Linked DNA regions of Arachis hypogaea: region 2 is linked to region 1. Evidence: chromatin contacts called from public Hi-C data. All regions are on one chromosome and are shown on one strand. The core of a region is the stretch at or near the end of the contact, and the rest is flanking DNA. Distances in the headings are between cores, read along the strand shown.

Region 1 (6,159 bases), core at 116-2,615:
GAACTGGTGGAACTTGGAAATGTTAGAGCTTGCTTACTAGGGTGGATGGAGCAAGAAGTGCATAAAATGAAAAAAACATGATTTTGTGTAATTTATTTTTTGCTGATATATGGGTAATTTGGAGCTGTAGAAATATGAAAGTGTTTGAGAAAAAATGGTAAGTGTTGATAGTGGATAGAAAATAATTACAGACCTTAGTAAATCAGTTGAGAAAAAGAGAAAGAAGTGCAAATAACAAAGAACTGAATAAAGTACAGCATAGTTATAAAAAAAATAGACAGGTGGTGTTGTGTTGTATATAGATCGGATTTAAATTTTTATATAACAGGAGGATACTTGATTGATAAAGAGGACAGAGTGTATTGTTTAATGGGAGAAATAGCAAATGAAACTTCATTAGGTAACACTACATTAAAAGGAATTCAAGTGGAATTACAATATTTGTTGGAAGAAACGGACGTAAGAAAGAGAATATATAATCATAGTGATCAAGAATAGAGATGCAGTAGGTAACTAAGTTAGGTTGGTCTAGTAGTTAGTTCACTAGTTTGTTTAAACAAGTGTCGGGGATTCGAATCCCGCCTTATGCATGCAACAACTCATTGGTCAGTGACAAACCCTTAAATGGAGCTCAGTACCGCAGCGGATTAATTCTTGACTTACCAGTTTGGGAGATAGCATGAAAAAAAAGATATAGTATGCTGGCTAATGGGAAAAGAATAAGTAGGATGAGACCAGAAATTTCTAAAAAATAGAACAGACAATGAATGTCAAATTCTCAAAAATGTGGAATTAGCACATGAAGGAGAGCAAAGATTTAAGCATAAAAAACAATAGGAAGAGATGGTAATAGAAAATGAAGAAAATTAGATCAAGTGACTGGCTTGAAGGATGGCCATAGTACGCTAAATTAAAGTACTGGATAGGTGGACATTATCAAGAATAACAAACTAGCTTTGGTGATATAAAAGGGATAATGTGCTTATCAATTTCAACACAGCGGGTGACTTGTGTGGATGTGGCCTGGAGAATATGAGTTAGCAATGGGTACAATGGTATCATTTGGAGTAAAAAAGAATTACTGACGGTTGTGATTGTTGTTATTCTGTATTTCGTTTTGGATGTATGGTTTTGTACCGAACAATCTTAAAAAACCAATGTTTAGTTATTTGGGCTATGAAAAAAGAAAAACAAATAAATATATTATTTGGGCTGCCAAAATAATAAATTTTAGATGTTTCAAAACTTTTAAAAAATTGGTAACATTGTTTGGGACAGGGTCCGTGAAATTCACTATCTTGACTCGGAGCATTGTAGAACTAGCCCAATAAAGCTTGTAACCATATATTAAATTAGACCACAAAACCGAAGATTCGAGAATCATGCAAGAAATAAACCCTAAAACTCTTCTAATCGTTGACCATGGTCAAACCTCTGGTATCTCTCTAGTCTCATTAGTCTGTAGTCTCTGTAGGTCGCTCCGAAATCGCCTTGTAGCAGCTACAACCTTTTCACTTTGCATTTGCAGGTCTCTCTCTCTCTCTCTTCTCTCTCTCTCTCTCTCTCTCTCAAATACTTTGTGTAGTTTGTTCAATTAAAGAGACTTGCTATTTAATTGTTTTCTGCACTGCTGAATCTCGAAAATACTCTCCGGATTTCAAGAATCTCAAATGCTTCGGTTGCTTTCATCTGGGTCTTATCTGTTTGAGTCATTTTCAAATCCCCCATTTATAAAAGCATTGCAAGTTTTTACGCATGCCACATATTCGACCATTTGCCTAGCCCAACCTAAAGCTGAAAAGGAGGATCCTGTAGAGAAACCAAATAATGCTACTGAGGTTTTAAGTAAATGGGGTTGTAGTGATGGTGAATTGATGAGAATATTCACCCGTTGCCCAGCTTTGCGCAATGCTGATGCTACCAAAATCCAATCAAAACTTGATCTTCTGAGTGCTTTTGGAATAGGGGCATCTGATCTTGTTAAGATAGTCAATTGCAGGCCCCGGTTTTTCCAGTCTCGGATTAACCAATCTTTCAACGAGAGGCTTGCCTATTTCTTGTCATTGTTCGAGACGAAGGATTTGCTTACCAAAGCCATTGTGAGAAACCCTTCACTTTTGGTCTATGATGGTAGAGTTGACATTGAAGCTACCTTTGCACTGTATGAGGAGTTAGGTATTAAGAAAAGGGACTTGATTCAGATGATCCTATTGCGTCCCACGATCATTTCAAGGACATCGTTCAACGATGATAAGATGGAATACATACGCAGGATAGGGCTTTCCAAGGATTCAAAGATGTATAAGTATGTGGTAACACTAATAGGTGTGTCACGTGTGGAAACAATTCGTGATAAGGTTGCGAATTTGGAGAAATTCGGTTTGTCTGAGGATGAGGTCTTTTGGCTTCTTGGGAAGTCCCCTCATATTTTGACATTGTCAACTGACAAGGTTCAGAGGAACATGACTTTCATTCTGGCCACAATGAAGCTCGATGTCAAGGCAATCTTAAGATGCCCATTGCTATTGTGTATTAATATTGATACGGTTTTGAAGCCAAGAGTGCTTCTAGCAATGAAGGTACATGAGATTGATGGTGAGCAGAAAATCAGGAGACCTCCGATTCTTAGGGCACTCAGGATGACAGAAGAGAAGTTTGTGAATTTGTTTATCAAATGCCATCAGGAGGAAGTTGCCAATGAGTTAATGGAATTCTATAGAAGAACAAAAAATGTTAAGAGATTAGCTGAGTCATCAAAGAAGAGCGTTCGAAAAGGATTTCCTTTCTGAATTGATTTAATTTGGTTTCAAAAGTTTCTGAGCTGATATATATCCTTTTTCTGGTTCATCGAGTTGGTTGAGATTTTGTCCGTTATTTGGTGTAGATTCATATTTCTGCCTGTGTCTTAGATTCTACTGACTATATTTCATATTTAGTACAGTTCTGTGATAAACTCAAGCTGCAAAGCTTTGAACAGTATTTGAATAGATGTATTTCAAAGAGGTGTGTTAGAGTTACTAAAGGCATTATCCAAAATGAGTCCGTGATCGAAGTGTGCGAGTCTTGTTGCTCCTCGGCATAAGATCAATTGGCTTGTTGGCTTATCTATGCTTGCGAAAGTGCCCTTTCAGCAGATGGAGGCTGTCACACCTCAGCCTTGTCCTAACAATCTGCACATGGTTAGTATAAACTATAAACCTGTTGTTTAGTTTTCATACAAAACTAGATTTTTTCAGCTGAAAGCTTCCTCTTTAATATGTTAACTACAATTTCAACCACAAAATAGGGCAATTAGAAAGACCTTGATGATAAATATTTGTGGTGAAAACAGTTTTTCTCTGCTTGCTGTTGTTCTAGACAAGAATCTTTTATCTGCATCTCTGTTGTTTTCTCATGTCCATACCTACTACTGCATCAAAGAAGATGAATGTTGTTTGACATTTGTTGGACTTTTGGTATTCGAGACGTTTTCCAAACTCCGTTCTTGCACCGAACAAATTTTATGCCAAAATTTAAATTGCATATTGAGGCTAAGGGTGGCAACATACACCCTACCCGTGGATATCCAATCCTATCCAATCCGGTCGGGTAGGGTAGGGTGTGGGTAGGGTTGGGTTCTCGTGCGGGTGAGGTAGGGTGCGGGTTGAGTCTCAATCCTATCCGACCAACCTGCACCCTATATATGTATTTGTTATATACTTATATAAAAATATGCTTCAAGTGGATGTTAAACCAAAAACCTTTCACTAAATGCAAAAGATCTTTAGCCACTAAGAAAAGATCATTAATTGATAATTTAATACATTATATATATAAGTCAGTTCTATTGTAAATTATCATCTAGTTATATAATAATGTTGCATCTTTTTGGTAACTCGTGAGTAGGGTCGAGTATCGCGGGTCAAGAACGGGTAGAGTTAGAGTTGGAATATTGTCAACCCACAGGTAGGATTAGGGTTGGATCTAAACCCTATCTTACCCACTCATTGTGCACTAAGGTTTGAGAAGCTTTTAAATTTGCAATATATATGATGGTGTAACATGTCTATTAATTCACGTTTTGTATAAAAATGTCAAATGAGAGAGTAACTACTAACTATAATGGATAAGTACCTTGTAATCTTAAAAGTCTCGTTCAAGTGTTGTCGTTCATTAACGACACCAAGTGCACAATAATGTCCTCCAACAATTAAGAATGGCAAGATATACCCTCACATCAAGGAGCTCATGACAGAGTGGAGGTTCCTGTGGCTTTCGGACATGGCATGGCATGACTATAAGTATAACCAACACACCGATTTATCTGACAAGTGTTGAATCATTTGACAAGAATATGGAGACCATAGAAAGACTTAATAAAGTGAGTATGAAATACTGAAGTGAAGATAGGATTTCTAGTTTCAACCATTTTCTTTTACTAGGACTACCATGTAAAACAGAAATTCCTTTCGGCTTGAAATGATGTGTCAAACTTTGAGCATTTGTTGGTAGTCTGAATTTTTTTTTTTTTCTTACTGTTTTTTGGCTTGGCAGGCTAAGGACTATCTGTTGTGTATCTAAGTGTCATTTAAGAATATACTATTGCCAAGACCAAAAAAAAAAAAAGAATATACTATTGACCAATAGATTGCTGCATATATAAGGTGGAATTCGAATTTCTAACACACTTATTTAAGCAAACGAGTGAGCCGACGATTTGAATAATCCAAATTGATTTGAAAATTATCATTGAATGATTGAACAAGTAACACAATAGTAAAACAATTAATTCAATTAACAATTATAACACTAACCATTACAATTTAGTAAATTTACAGAATTACAATGGTAACAAGAAGAAGCTAGATCTAACAACAGGTAACAACAATAACTAACTAACAATTAAGCATTTAAATCGATATAACAATAACTAAAAAAATCAATAACAGTAAAAGGACAATAAATGGACCAGAAATGTTCATCCAAGAAAAGAGAGAGAACATGACCAAAGATGGATGAGACCAGTGAGGCAATGAAGCAACAATAAAGAAGAGGATGGCTGGAAGGCGAGATGACGGCACCTGAAAGAAGGTGAGAACATGACGACTAGGATGGCCAAAACAACGGCAAACTTGAGTGAGAAACCGACAAATAATATTAGGATATGTTCATATTTCATTAAATTTTGCCTTCTTTTTCTGCCTAAAACGATTTAAGTAAAGGCCAATTCTATGATGTCTTTTGTTTGGTGTCTAATTTTTGTTTAAATTACCTTTTATAGTAACTTTAAACTATTTAAAAGTTTTTAACTTTCGTACTTTTAAATTTAAAATGAATTATTTAACCTATTTTAGCAATTAGAGAACATCTTTTAGGCACCATAACAAACATCTTAAATAAATATCAATTAGTTTGTTAGTTCTCGATTCGATTCGGTTCATCGGTTTTTAGTTGATTTTCTACCTGATTTGTTTAAGTACCAAAACTACTTGACTTTTGGTTTCTAGTTCAACCGGTCGATTCGGTTTGATTTTCAGAATTGTGGGATAACACAACAGTAAATATAACATAACACTAAATATAACAAAAAAACAGCCACAATTATCAAAATATAATAATAGCGAATATAATACTTCATATCATAAAAATATAACCAAAATAAAATAAATAACAAGCACAACTATAAAATTTTGTCAACTTAAAACAGAAAAATGTTCCAGATAATAATTGTAAAAAAAAAGGGACAAATAATAAAAAAAGGGAATCATATGAGCCTAAACAATAAGAATTTCAAAAAATAAACCAATAACACAAAGAATAAGATTCATAGAAGGGAAATAAATTCATTTAATTAATCATATTCGGAAATTAATGAAAAAAAATCGCTACCCAAACTGATTCTTATGTATAGCTCTATTATATTCTACATCCTAACATGCAAAGCCTATTTTCAAACTATTGGGAAGAAACTATAAATTCTAGTTCTTCTACCTTACATAACATTTTTCTAATTAACAAATGCTAACTCTAAAAAAAAAAAATTAACGGACTTCGTCACCAACGGCACCGGCAATATGGGCAACACCATTCAGTCGGTATAAGCTCCATTTGTCTGCCATGATATCCCGTTGGAGGTCGGCACTTAGATACCTCGGACCCGCTCTCAAATTGCTCCTACCT
Region 2 (5,611 bases), core at 1,571-4,070, 80 kb before region 1:
AAAAATTGATTTAAGATTTAATATGAAATTTGCCATTTTAATGCTTTTGGTTTTATCTCAATTTAATGAAATTACAATAATAAAATTATTATATTTATTTAATAAATTTAATAGTTACAAATGATAATATTTTATTGGTTTTTTTTAAAAATGATACGATTTTTTTATTAATATTAGTATCATTTCAAAAATTATATTTAATGGAAATTTTAAAGTCAAAAGTTAACTTCTATTTCAACCAAAATATGCTTCAAAGATCAATGCATAACTCTTTTCAAATCCAAAAGAAGCAAATTGGTGTCCGTTTTTTAAGAAGAAAAATATCTATAATTTTTTTTTGTTTGCACCAGGGTATCCATTAGGCCGGAAGCCTAATGACTAATTCCTCGAATACTGTAGAAACACACAAAGTGGGTAAAATATTAAAATGAGTCAACTTATTCGAATCACTCAAACGAATCAACTTGCATTGTTCCTATTGAAACAAGTCTATAATTCTTGTTTGAACTTCAATTCATGACCATTGAATTTGTGGAATAACAAAAATAAACCTAAGCTATTTTGTTAAAAACTCTCTTGTTCTAGTAGAATTTTTGTATTGTTTTGTTAACCGATTTGAATTGATTGAGTGGTCAGTTCACTAATTTATTTAAATATGTGTCAAAAAATTAAATTCCGTCTTCTTATACAAAACTCTTAAAAAGAGCTAAAAAAAATTGATATCTAACATAAATACCAAAAGGTTTCAACACCTAACATTCCTATTTCCTATATGCCGATTTAGACAATCATTAAATTCACTTTTGGTAAATAAAGCTTCTGTATTTTCCATTAGTTTATACTTTATACGCGGAAAAAATAAATAAAACTATTAATTTGTATTTGATATTAGATACACATTCATTTAGTTGACATTATTCTCTCTTTATTATTATTTTTTTAACTCTCTTCCTTATCTCTCCGTTTTCCCTCATTTCTTTATTTCATTTGTTTTCAATTCTTGCTCTTCTTCTTCAAAAAGTTATCACTTTTTAAAAAGTAGCTAGTAATTAATTTTAATTAAAAACCATTAGTAATTTAAATATAAACTACTAAAAAAAATTTGAATGTATAATGTAGAAGTACAAAAAAATATCTGAAATTTTTTAAATAAAAATATTTTAAATCAAATAAAAAATTTAAAATTCAAACTTAATAAAAGCTCATTTTTAGTGAATTTTATATTAGATTTATTTGACAATTTGTTATAGTATTGATTGAAATTCACTATTATTGTATTGATTCTGAAGCATTATTCACCAATTTCAGTTCGTTATATAAATGTAAAATTATAAATAAAATAATGGTCAGTTTAGAAAATAATATAATGAATAAATTGCATGAAATTAAATTATGAGCGCCTACATAAAACAAAAGAAAAAAAGGTAGTGAAAACTCAATTGTAGACTTGTAGTTAATTTTATGTAAAGTTGATAATTGAAAATCTCGTCAAATAATTTGATAAATTTGACTAAATTATCATCTAACAGTTCTCAATTATCAATTTTATTTAAAATTAACTGAAAAAAATGATACTAGTAATTTATTTACTTAAACTTATTTTATCCCGCGTATAACATGTCTTTATCATATTACGTAAATTAGTTCAGTATTTCATGCTAGTTGTGGGGTTGTTAGTAACTTAAGTATCTTCACTTTATATTCTGCTGAAGTAAACTTTAACCTTTAATTCAATTTTATTATAAGACACTAAACGCTTATTTTCTTTCTCATCATAATAAAAAATATAAATTGCTGATGGAAGACGGTTCATTATCTTTCGTTCATTGTGTAATACAACTCAAATTGTCTATGAATATTATTTATGCATTCGTCTTTTTCCTTTATCAAAAGCTTTTAAATTAAATTATTTGTGTACGTCCAATCATAAACTATTGTACTTTTCGACTACACAATGTGGCTCCAATCAAAATCCAGCTCTCACACACAAAGTAATTTGGAGACAAAAGTATTCGACACATATGTCATCATACCTTAATAGTTTAAACATTATTGGAATTAATTAACGCTAATGATGTATGTCCTATCTGTTATGTTGAACCAAGATAAAATTTTAATATTTAATCAGAATTAACAATTAAAAGAATCTTTCATTTTCTTTTAACTTATTTGTTATGTAGGTGTCAATAATACGCCAAATAATCTATATATTGAATAATTGCTTGTATTATATTTATATCTCAATTCATGGTACCGTCCTAAAACTAGCCCTTGCCATTCTGTTTTTCTTTTTTTTTTATTGCCGTAATAAATTGTTGCATGTATAAAATTTGAACCCTTCAATACTTACTTAAGCGAACGAGTATTATGTGTTTGCTATCGGATAAAATAAAAAAGGGCTGTTTCATCATTATTGTAGGTCACTGATATCCATTCACTTTTTTTTATGTTTTAAATAAGATTAAAATTTTCGTTTTTTTGTTAAGAGAGCAAGTGATGTGTCACTATATATATACTCACTAGACTGTGCTTTTTTAGTTTGAATGACTTTGATTTTGTTTTAAATTTATTGGTGAATAGTACTTTAAATTAAAAAATTGATCAATTTTATTTTTATGTTGGGCGAATCTAATTTTTAACAAATGTTATTACTATTGTAATATTTTATTTCATTTTATTTTACTTTTATTTTTATTTTTGGACAGGACTATTGTAATTCGTAATATTGTAGATGAAACTATTAACTATGAAAGTATGATTGTACCACAACTCCTGACGGGTTTCTTCAAAGCCTCTTTTTTTTTTCGGACGGGCTTCAAAGAATCTTCATGATAATGGACTCGAACCTTAGAGGCTCGTTCGGCCCAAACATATAGAGGCCCAGTAATGATCCATGCATAAAACATTAATAACCCAAGCATTGAACGGATTCTGACAAAAAAAAGCATTGAACGGATTTTTTTATTTAAATTAAATAAATATAATAATTAAAAAATACATTTAATAAAAGAAAATTACGAAAATACACTATCAGTCATATTCCGGTATAGAAGGAGAAATTACATTAAAGTATTAAACCCACAAACCGAAAACTCTGTACTCGAAATAAATAACAATGTTTAGAATACTAAGATTAAATAATTAGTAAGTGAAGTCAATTGAGTTATGATAGTTTTTGAATATGTTATTACAGAATAATTTAATTCGTAACTTTTTTTTTTTTTTTTGCCTCTTTTTGATAGTCAAACATGACTACATATATGAGTAGTCTCAAATGTAACTAATGCACTCATAATACAATGAATTTCGTTAAGGAATCAATGAGTAATCTTGTACACATTGTACACATTATACACATTGTATGCTTAGAGTATTGGCTCTCTATACTTTTCCATCTTGATAATGTGAATAATGAATTAGTTATTTAGTCCAATAAAAATAAATAATAAATTTAAAAACTTTCATTCAATTATTTCACATTAAATTTTAAATTTTAAATTCTTTAATCTCAAATTTTAAATTTTAAATTTTTTAAAAATTCAGTTAGTTATTTCAAAAAAATCATCTAAAATCCTAATTTACTAAAATAATTCACTCCAATATTTTCTTTTTCTTTTAACTGGCGGCCACCCCACCTTCATCAATAATCATCCCATATCACCGTCGCTTCTTGACTTGCCACACGCCACTCACCCTTAATAAAAATAACCATCCACTTAAAGATAAAACTAATCATCTGCATACCTAATGAATTGAACATCTAATATATTTTAATTATATATAACTAGACCCAATCCAATCAAAATAATCATCTACATAAAAAATTAAAATAATCATCTGCATACCTACTAAAATGATCATCCTAAATTGACCATTAAAATAGAAGAAGATGATGAATAAACAGAAGAAATAACTATGATCATCCAACAATTTAACTTTTATTAAAAAAAATGTATAATTTGACACATAAATCTTATGATTTGATGTAACCATAAAACTGGAAAAACAAAAAATAGAAAAAAAAACTTGAACAGATGAGGAGACATGAGCGAGAATAAAAAGTAAGCAATTGAGTGTTTAATTTGATATTGTCTTCAAACACGCGTACGTTATATCTACCATACTCACACGATTATTACACTCCATTTACGAACTCCCGAGAAGTGAAGTGACCTCTTTATCTTGCATCATCGACGTTAGGCGGGAGACACATGCCGACTGCTAGGGAGTCGCTGCTCGTCTGGGCCGCGAGAACAGCGCACACGATCGAAATGTTATTAATTCTGCATATTTTTTAACTATTTAATTTCGGCTATAAATTATACAAGTTAAGATATCATGAATTATCAACTAATTAAATACATAAAATAATACATAGGTAAACTAACTTGAGAATTTTTTATTTAAATTAAATAAATATAAAAATTAATACCTTCATTATTGATCTATTATTTCAAAATATATATAATTTATTATATCAACTAATTATTTAATTCAATAATATAAGCACGACAAATAATTAAATAAAATCAGATAAACTAATATTACATTATTTTACCATATTTTATAACTAGTTCAATTCAATTATAAATTACACAAATCTAAATATCATAAATTATCAACTAATTAAATATTTAAAATAATAGATAGACAAATTAATCTTAAGATTTTATTTATTTAAATTAAATAAATATAATAATTAAGCAACTCGTTATGTTCTATTATTTCAAAACATGTTAGATACGTAAGCTATTATATTAACTAGCTAATTATTTATAAGTAAAAGAAATAATTAATCAATAGTAGGTCAATTAATGTTACACTGTGTTATCATATTTTTTAACTATTTCAATTTAACTATAAATTACACAAGTCAAAATATTATAAATTATCAACTAATTAAGTATTTTAAAAAAAATAAATAGATGAACTAATTTCAAAGTCTAATATCCTGACCACATGTTACGTCGTATTTAATTTGTTACGACACGTTTGATTGATGTCTACGTCTATCAAAGATATGGACACAGTGACATATGTATATTGTTTATTTAATAAGACATAAAATTATCATAGACACGATGACACACAAAATACATGTTTTTTGTGTTTCACCTTTAATTTGTGACATAGATTTGAGACATAGATACAGTTTTTTATTTTCACTTTTATCCTTGTTATTTTTTTTTTTATTTATATCCTTCTCCTTTTAACCTTAATCAACTTCTTTTTCTCTTCTTTCTCACTGTCTCGTTTCTTCCTCCATGCCTCTCACCCCAACTACCGCCTCACCTTCTCTGTCTCTCTTTACCACCTCCATTCTTTTGTCTTTTTTTTACCGCCTCTTCTCCTTCTCCTCTTCCTCCTCCTCCTCTCCACTGTTTCAACTCTTCTCTCCCTCCCTGTCTCCCTCATCTTTGAGCCTCTTTCTACTTAGATTCGTCGCCGCCTCTATTGCGCCTCCCTCTCCCTCTCTCAATCTGCCTCATAGATCTACAGTGGTCTCTCCGACCCTTTCAATTTTGTCTCTACTTCTCTTCTATAATTTCTCCGCCTTTCTTTCTCGTTGTCAGATCCATTTAGTTCTCTGTTTTTTTTAATTCATATATTA

Evidence for each region. Hi-C and Micro-C count contacts between places; a contact is called where the count stands out from the background.
Region 2: a Hi-C map of an unstated tissue shows a contact between it and region 1, with 4 times the contacts expected there. The contact joins the enhancer-like site here to the promoter of LOC112710291 in region 1. A contact is called at or near these places in 2 of 8 Hi-C or Micro-C datasets (leaf and an unstated tissue).

Annotation. Positions count from the first base shown.
Region 1 is chr9:9,615,855-9,622,013 of arahy.Tifrunner.gnm2.J5K5, reverse strand. LOC112710291 reads left to right here and starts at 1,365. Exons shown (of 1, transcript XM_072202460.1): 1 at 1,365-4,480. The coding sequence starts at 1,671. The coding sequence ends at 2,789.
Region 2 is chr9:9,697,935-9,703,545 of arahy.Tifrunner.gnm2.J5K5, reverse strand. No RefSeq gene overlaps it. Among protein-coding and RNA genes, the nearest start is that of LOC112708836, 16 kb to the right of the region's middle. Within about 2 kb of position 2,820, at least 2 of the 3 cell types and tissues checked have open chromatin away from gene starts, as enhancers often do.